2 separate regions of the Sus scrofa genome follow, and region 2 is linked to region 1. The links are chromatin contacts, called in public Hi-C maps. All regions are on one chromosome and are shown on one strand. The core of a region is the stretch at or near the end of the contact, and the rest is flanking DNA. Distances in the headings are between cores, read along the strand shown.

Region 1 (3,710 bases), core at 865-3,364:
TCCCCTCTGGCCCACCTTCTCCAGCCCTCGCCCACATAGAAGGCTGAGGCTCCAAGGCTTAGTCTTTCAGAATGCCAGGCCTGCTCTCTCCAGGGGACTGTCTCATCCCGGAGGTAAGGGGTGGGGGGGGGTGTGTGCGGTCTGACTTCTGTAGCCTCTTTAGCGCACTGGTTACTGAGTCCCCTCTCCTCTCTGGTCTCCAAGCTCCTGTGTTTGCTTTGGGGTGGGGGAGGGGGAAGACTGCCACCCCAGGACATACAGGCCTCATTACCCAAATAGAGTACATGGCCCAAGTGCCCAGGCCTGCTGGCTGGCCCCCTCCCTCCTAAGTTAGATAAACACCATCTGTCTAGTAGGGAGATGTGCCGGGGGGGGCACTCTAATACCTCCTGGGCCAGCTTCTTTTGTGGCACCTGGGGCATGCCTGAGTGTGTTGCCCCAGCCTGTATCCCAGCAACCTCCCAGCTCACTCTGATCACCCAGTGCCCCCCTCCCCAGCCTGCCTACCCTCCCTCCTCCATTTCCCTGCTGAGATGACAGGTAAGGTTGACAGAGCTGGGACAGTGACATCCAAGCCCAGGAGGAAGGATTTGGTCTGTGCTGGGCCTGTCTGCTGGAAGGGGAGGTCTGGAGCAAAGTCTGTGGCCAGGGTTCAAGAGCTTCTTACGACTAATAGAAATTCTGGAAATCTTGAGGATGGGATGAGAAAAACTCAGAACACTCCCTAGCGCTATCCCTCCCATCTACCTTGCGGAAACTCCCTTGGAGTCTCCCTGATAGGGTCCTGCTCGCTCCCCACATCCCTGAGGCCATTCTTTCCAGAGCTAGCCAGCTCTGACCATGAACAAGTGTTTTCTTGGAACTTCCAGTTCCTGCCTCTCTGTGGCTTCCACCCACGGAACCATGGAACACGGGCCTCCTCCCAGTGGAGCAGCCGTCTCTCTGTCCACAGAGTCCTGCTGAGGATGAAAACTGGCCAGACATCCACAGATGTCCTTTGGGTCCAGCTGGCCAGTTCCTCCCAGCACCTCTGGAGGTGCTCACTGACCCTTCCCTTGGCTTACTCTCTTGGGACACCCTGGCGTCCTCAATCCTCCCCCCTCCAAGGAACCCCTGTTAGGGGTCTTCAAGGGCTACCACATTATCCCAGGCTGAGCCTCTGTTTTTCCCTCTACCAAATGGGAGAATCCAAAGACTCTGCTGGTACTAAGCCACTTGCATCCCTGACGCTCAGGCCCCCACCCCAGGCAGGCCATAGAGATCGCGTACTCTGTGTTTAGGGAGAAAGCCCAGTTCTCTCTACCCCAGCTGCCACCGAGTGGGGTGCCATCAGCTTCCAGTCAGCCTCCTAGTGGAGTGAGCTCTGTCCCCTGCCTTGTCACCTCCCCAGAACCTCCCCTTTTGGTCACCCATGGTCTGGGATGGGGGGTGGGCATGAGCCAGCCCAGGGAGAGCAGTGTACAGTAGAAAGCAAGAAGCTTAAGTTGGGAGTGGGTGGGAAAAGGGGGAGATCTTGGGAGGGGTCTGGGGAGCGGGGGTGCCCACATCCGGTGTACCATGACCTCAGGTGCCCTGTCCCAGGAGGTCCCGTGATGTCCCAGGAAGGGAGGGAGGAAAGGGATGGGAATTTGAACTTTCCACACTGGACTGGTGCTCTGGATGATCAGATTGCAACATGACCTGGGCCTGGGGCCAGAGCGTGTGTGGGCCAAGGTTACAAAGCGTACAGCCAATGGGGTCGCGGCTGGGCACCGGGGTAGGGGGCGGGAAAAATTCCCCCGCAATCCCCACCTCAGCTCCCACTCCCAGGCAGAGCAGCAAGTGCCGGTCTGTAGCCAGCAGTTCTCAGAAGAGGAGGAGGAGCAGCAGAGGAAGAGGAATATTTGCACAGAGAAAAGATCAAGGCCGGGCCGATCCCCCTTTCTCCCCTACGGTTTTTCAGTTGATAATTGATCCTGGCCCCTCCGCTCTGGGGAACTTTGCTCCAGGGCAATGAGCCAGGACCCCGGTTCGCACCCTTCCCTGAGAAGCAGGTGTGGAGCTGGGGCTGGGCGCGGCCTGTGTGCTCTGCAACACGCCAAGCAGGGGTCCCAGGCAGCATTAGGCGCTCAGACTCCAGGGACGACCTAGGGAGGGGAGCCCAGGCCTCCCAGGGACCAGCCCCCCTGCAACCCTCAACACCCTCTGCTTGTCCACGGCTGGGAAACTTCGAGCTGAGCCTCCCTGGGTCCCAGCGGAGCACCCTCCAGCCACCCTTGACCTAGCAGGTCAAGAACAGGTGTCCCTGCATTTGGAGGGTGCAGGGTGGAGGAGATACTGGGTTTCTGTCACTGTGGCTATGAACTGGGACAGTAATGGGCATGAGGAGTACCAGGAGGGTGCAGGAATAGGGTGGGTCTGGGCCCGGGCTGCTGCAAGCAGTTGGGTGGAGTGGCCCCTGGAGTGGAGGGTGGGATGTTAGGACAGCCTAGGGTCCTGGGAGCGCAAGGGATGCCCTGGCATTTCTTTGGGGGCTGAGGGGTCGGGAGGTGGGAGGGAGGTCTGCAGCAGGCCTGCAGAAGTGGAGGTGGAGAGCAGGAGGTCCCAGCCCTAGGGAAGGAGTCATGGTGGGGAGGAATGGGACCCAGGAGGTGCAGCTGGGCTGGGTCGGAAAAAAACTCCAGGTTAAGGTGGAGGGAGGGTATCTAGGCTGTGGCCAGAGTCTCTGAGAGCAGCCGGGGACCAGGACTTGGGGCCAGGTGGGGGTGTCCGGGGCCCCAGCGCGCGGTCCCGCCGTGGAGGACCGAGGCCGTCGGCCCCGGAGCTGCCCTCACCTGTAGGCCAGGCTCATGCACTCGAAGAGGCGGGTGAGTGTGGGGTCGATGCTGCGCGGCCCGAAGTCAGCGAGCCCCAAGGGCCCCTCCTGGTCGCGCCGCCGAGTCAGGGAGTCGCTGTGCGGGGACGACACCATGAAGTGACCGCTGTGGATGACCTGCGAGCGAAGCAGGCCGCCCGCGCTGCGCCGGGTACTCGGGTCCTCTGAGTCTGTGTCCGAGTCTGAATCCGGGCTGGGGACGAGCCGCGGGCCCTGCAAGCCCGCAACCAGACCTGCCAGCGCCCCGGCCATGGCCATCGCCGCCGCCGCCTCGCCTGAGCTCGGTGCAGCTGCCCGCGCCGCCCCTGTGGCCAGACCGGCTCCATTAGCATAACCCCGCCCCTCCACCGGATAGGTCGCTCGACGAGGCGGAGCCTCGAGGCGCGCGGGTACCGACCGGGGTTCCTTCAATTAGCATAATCAACTTGCCAGGTGTGAGAGAGCGCCTGCCCGACCCGTGGGTCTGGGGTTTGTAAGAGGAGGAGGTCCCTACCATCCTTCCTGTCTTTCCTTCTGCTGCGACTACTTAGAGTCCTGATGGGCCCGCCCCTCCTTCACTCAAAAGAGGTCTCGAGAAGAGGCGTTCACACCTGGGCCTGAAAGCACCTTAGAGTGAGGGATTCCTGCTTCCAGGGGTGCTCTCCCTTAAGGCCCCTTATTACTTACTGCCCCCTGCCCTCTCTGATCTACCAGGTCACATTCACTCCCTCTCAGTCCTCCACACAGCTGGAAGCACCCATCTCTCTGAAGTCTTGTGTGGTCTGCCTCCCCCAGTGACTTTCCTTTTTTTGCTTTTTAAGGCCGCACTCGCGGCACATGGAAATTCCCAGGCTAGGGGTCGAATCGGAGCTACAGC
Region 2 (3,710 bases), core at 780-3,279, 76 kb after region 1:
TCAAGCTCCCTACAGCCCAAGCTCTCTGAGACTTTAGATCTCAGCCAGGTTTAAGTATGACTGTTTTTAGGACTAGGCCAAGCCCCTTTCTACCATCCCACTTGATCTACCAGGCCAGCTCTGCTCTCTTGTGCCTCAGTTTCCCCTGCAGCAGAAGGGAGGAAGCTGACGAGCCAGAGGATGTCAGGTGCAAAAGACTGTGTTCCCCTTGACCACCTGGTTCCCACAAACACTCTTGTCTGACGCACCAGGCACCCAGACACCAGCAAATCCACCACACGGCCATTCATCGCCAAGATAACAACACTCCTTCTGACTCAGTCAAGCACAGGAAACTTGAGGGCAACCACAAAAGCTGGTGGGGGAAGTGTTTAGACACCATATATGACATTAGGGGCCATCTTCTTCCTTTGGAACCTCGTGGGGTTTACCCTGGGGGCTGGGCACTCAGCCAGGAATAACACAGGTCTGACGGGAGAGTGGGGGCTGGCAGCTGAGCAATGGGGAGATGGAGGCAGGACAGCACGGGTTGCAGCCCCGGGATGCCTAGGAGACAAGACTCTAACAGGGAGACCCAGGCACAAGTGCAGAAAACCTATGGGCAGAAAGGACAAGCAATGGGATCAAAAGCCCAAAGGACACCTGGAACTCTCCATATAAGGGGACCCAGATTGCTGGCTCTAAGCTGGGCAGCAGAGTAAGGGTTCTGGGGAGGCAGTGAGCTAGGGCCCCCTCTTCCCAGAGACCAGGAGCCAGCAGAGAGGTCAGCCAGAGCATCTGAGGAGTCTCAGCCTGGTCTAGAGCCCTGATGCCCCCCTCCCCACAGACAGGTTTCATTTCCTTCACTGCCCCCCACAGGTGCCCGAGGATGGCCATCTCTAAGGGCAGAAGTGCAAACATTCTGGTAAATGGCTAAGGCCAGGGGAGAGGGGGGGCTTGCTGAGAAGGAGAGGGTGGCAGGGATCTCTGTCAGGACTGGGAGAAGCGGGCTCTGACTAGGTACCTTTGCGCATCCTTCTACTCCCCCTATCCAAACCCCACCCCAGAAGCCACACCCCAGGGGCCTCCGAAACACAGGTGGAAAAATAGGTTCAGGTCGGAATCAGACCAGGGAACCCTGGAAGGGTCTGGAAACGCCGGCCCGGGCTGCCCATAAGCCAGAAAAAGACTGGGAGCGGGTCTGATCCCTCTCGGACTAGGGCGGGCAGCAGATGCCCATCGCCACCGGGTGGGGAGCCACAGGTGATGGGAGCTACAGGTGATGGGAGGTGATGGGGGCAGCGAGCGGCAAGCGCCCGGCGAGACAGCGTCCGCTGGAGGAGCCCGGCCCCACCCCACCGCCCGGTTTCCGCAGCGCGCCCTGCAGCGGGGCTCTGGGCAGGGGACTGCTCTCGGCCCCTTCCCACCAGTCCCATCTGTCTATAATGGAGGAGGGGACAGGAGGGTCAGTGAGGAGACACCCTGGGGAGACCAAGACGGGACCGGCTCCGCAGAGCAGGGAGAAGGCCAGGCTTCTGTCCCGCCACTTATATCCGAGAATAGCCCTCCGACCCCCCAAAGCAAGGGGGCGCCGAAAAGTTAATCCCGGACCCCGGGTTTCAGCCGCCAGCCCGCGGGCCATCGGAGCCGAGCTCACGCGAGCCCGTGACCCCAGTGGGTCCGAGGGGCGGGACCCGGAGAAGATTCGCGGTCCCCGGCTGGGCACCGCTTCTTCCCACCCTGGCCGGGGACGCAGGGGCTGCCGTCCCAGCTGTCACCGAAGCTGGGCAGAGAGCGACCAGCGCGCTGGACGCGAGCGGCAAGAGGCGCCGCGCAGGGGCCGGACTCACCGTGCGGAGCTCCTGGGTTCGGTCCTTCATGCTCCCGGGAGTGGCAGCGGCGCCGGCTGCAGCCCTGTGAGCCCCGCATGCGCGGCGGCCGCCCCGCGGCTGCGCAGCGCCAGCCCGGCCCCGCCCCGGCCCCCGGGACCCCGGCCCAGCCCTCAGTCCGGCCCCGCCCCGCGCCCGCCCCGCCCCGCCCCGGCCGGTCCCGGCCTGGAACCTGGGTCAGGGCCTCTGGCTTCCCGCTCCCATCCTCACACCAGGTCTCCAGAAGCGTCACAGCCCTGGAACCTCGGCCCCCTGCGTTCTCGACGCCTCGTGATCCTGCCTGGGGTCGGGCCCCAGAGCCCCTGCTCCCTCCCCCATCTCAACCCTCCCTCGATTCGGCCGCTCAGCATCCCTCCTTCTGGACCCTGGATCTTCACCCCTAGAGCGCCTCACATCGCCAGGGATTTGCTAGAGGTTAGACCCCACCTCCCTCCTTCCTCTTATTGCCTTAGGACCTCCAGCATCCCTCTCCAGAAGCCTTCTCCAGCCCAAAGCCTCCAGGGTTCCAGCCTTTGAGCCCTTACCCTTCCTGTCTCTCCCCAACATCTTATCCACTCTCAGATGCTGGCCCTCTCTTTCCCCAGGATTTCTCAGTTCAATGCCTGATGTTGCGAGACCACCCCTTTGCCTTTAGTTCCCACTCCCAAGGGGATGCAGGAGCCCCTCTATCTTTGGGGAAGGAGATCGAAGTTGTAGTCCCATGTCCTTCTCCTTTCCCTTCATTCTCAACCCTGCATCCCAGCCCCAGCCCTGAGATCTTATTTCCTGTCTAGAAGCTGGGGGCAGCTAGTTTGGGGCCCAGCTTCTCTGGACGAATGGAAAGATCTTTGGCGTACTGCAGAGGGGTGGTGGGTGGCGGCTAGTCAGGAGCAGATGCTCCTTTTCTGCTCCCTGCCAGCATCTCGTTGAGCAACAGCCACATGCACACACCCAGCTGTCCCCTCTGTGCCCTGGCCCAGACGCTCTTGACCTCGAGCCAAGCACTCCCCCTTCCCTTCCCCAGGGCTGCCAAGGTGTTGTTTTGGAGCTGGACCAGTCCCCTGCTGCCCAGTGTGTCTGAGCCTGGCACTTCTCCCAGACGGTGGGCATAGGTTAGCTGGCTGGCAGACAGGCTGGAGACACTGTTCCAGCTATCCCTCCTTCCTTGGAAAGTCTGGCCCAAGATTAGCTCCAACGTAGCCTGGCATGAGAGATGACCACACCCCTTCCACTTGTCCAGACATTGACGGTGCCCCATTTGACAGATGCGAAACCAGGACTCACCTGCCAGAGAGCCTTCCCAGGATTTTGGGAAATGGGTGGCAGGGAAGGTGCTGCTTCCTGGTCCAGAGTAATTTCTGTGTGCAGGGTGACTCAGTGGGGCAAGTCATGGTTGCAGCCCCCAGAGCCCAGTGTCTGGCTTCATGGGGAGAGGGCAGAAGGGGAGACACAGCTCCTGCCCTCAGAGAGTCCTAGTGTCATGCCAAACATTACTTGTTGGGATGCACATTGAATGGTAGCATGAAAAATGAATAAAGAATGAATGTGGGCTCTTCACCTTATACTCTTTCTTTCTGGTACAGGTCTTAGTCTCATTCACTCATTCATCAAACATTACCCCCCAATAAGGCTTTCCGTGTCCTTTGTGATCTGGCCCTGCCTTCCTTCCTGGAGGCCACCGTTGCTCCCACTGTGTGAGCAGCCATGATGCCTGCTCTGCACTCACTTCTGGGGTCTTTGCACGTGCCTGGAGCACTCTCCTCCCTGTCTCTTCTCTCGTCACCATGCACCTGGCCAATGACTTCTAGTTCTTCCCTCCTAGGCGTCACCTCCTTCAAGAATTTGTCCCTGACCACCCAAGAA

Evidence for each region. A called contact is a pair of places that touch in the nucleus more often than the background predicts.
Region 2: a Hi-C map of skeletal muscle shows a contact between it and region 1, with 2.5 times the contacts expected there. The contact joins the promoter of LOC106509660 here to the enhancer-like site in region 1. A contact is called at or near these places in 11 of 47 Hi-C or Micro-C datasets (embryonic fibroblasts, epiblast stem cells, liver and 4 more) and 1 of 2 datasets of contacts at active chromatin or transcription factors (skeletal muscle).

What each region holds. Positions count from the first base shown.
Region 1 is chr3:10,913,582-10,917,291 of Sscrofa11.1, forward strand. All of the region lies in intron 1 of MLXIPL (carbohydrate-responsive element-binding protein), which reads right to left. Among named protein-coding and RNA genes, the nearest start is that of MLXIPL, 19 kb to the right of the region's middle. Within about 2 kb of position 2,115, at least 45 of the 83 cell types and tissues checked have an H3K27ac peak or open chromatin away from gene starts, as enhancers often do. A contact at or near this core is called in liver, skeletal muscle and subcutaneous adipose tissue, where this site is marked.
Region 2 is chr3:10,989,924-10,993,633 of Sscrofa11.1, forward strand. It overlaps LOC106509660, which reads left to right and starts at 2,030. Exons shown (of 6, transcript XM_013995547.2): 1 at 2,030-2,282. STX1A (syntaxin-1A) reads right to left here and starts at 1,923. Exons shown (of 11, transcript XM_003124422.5): 1 at 1,830-1,923. The coding sequence starts at 1,859.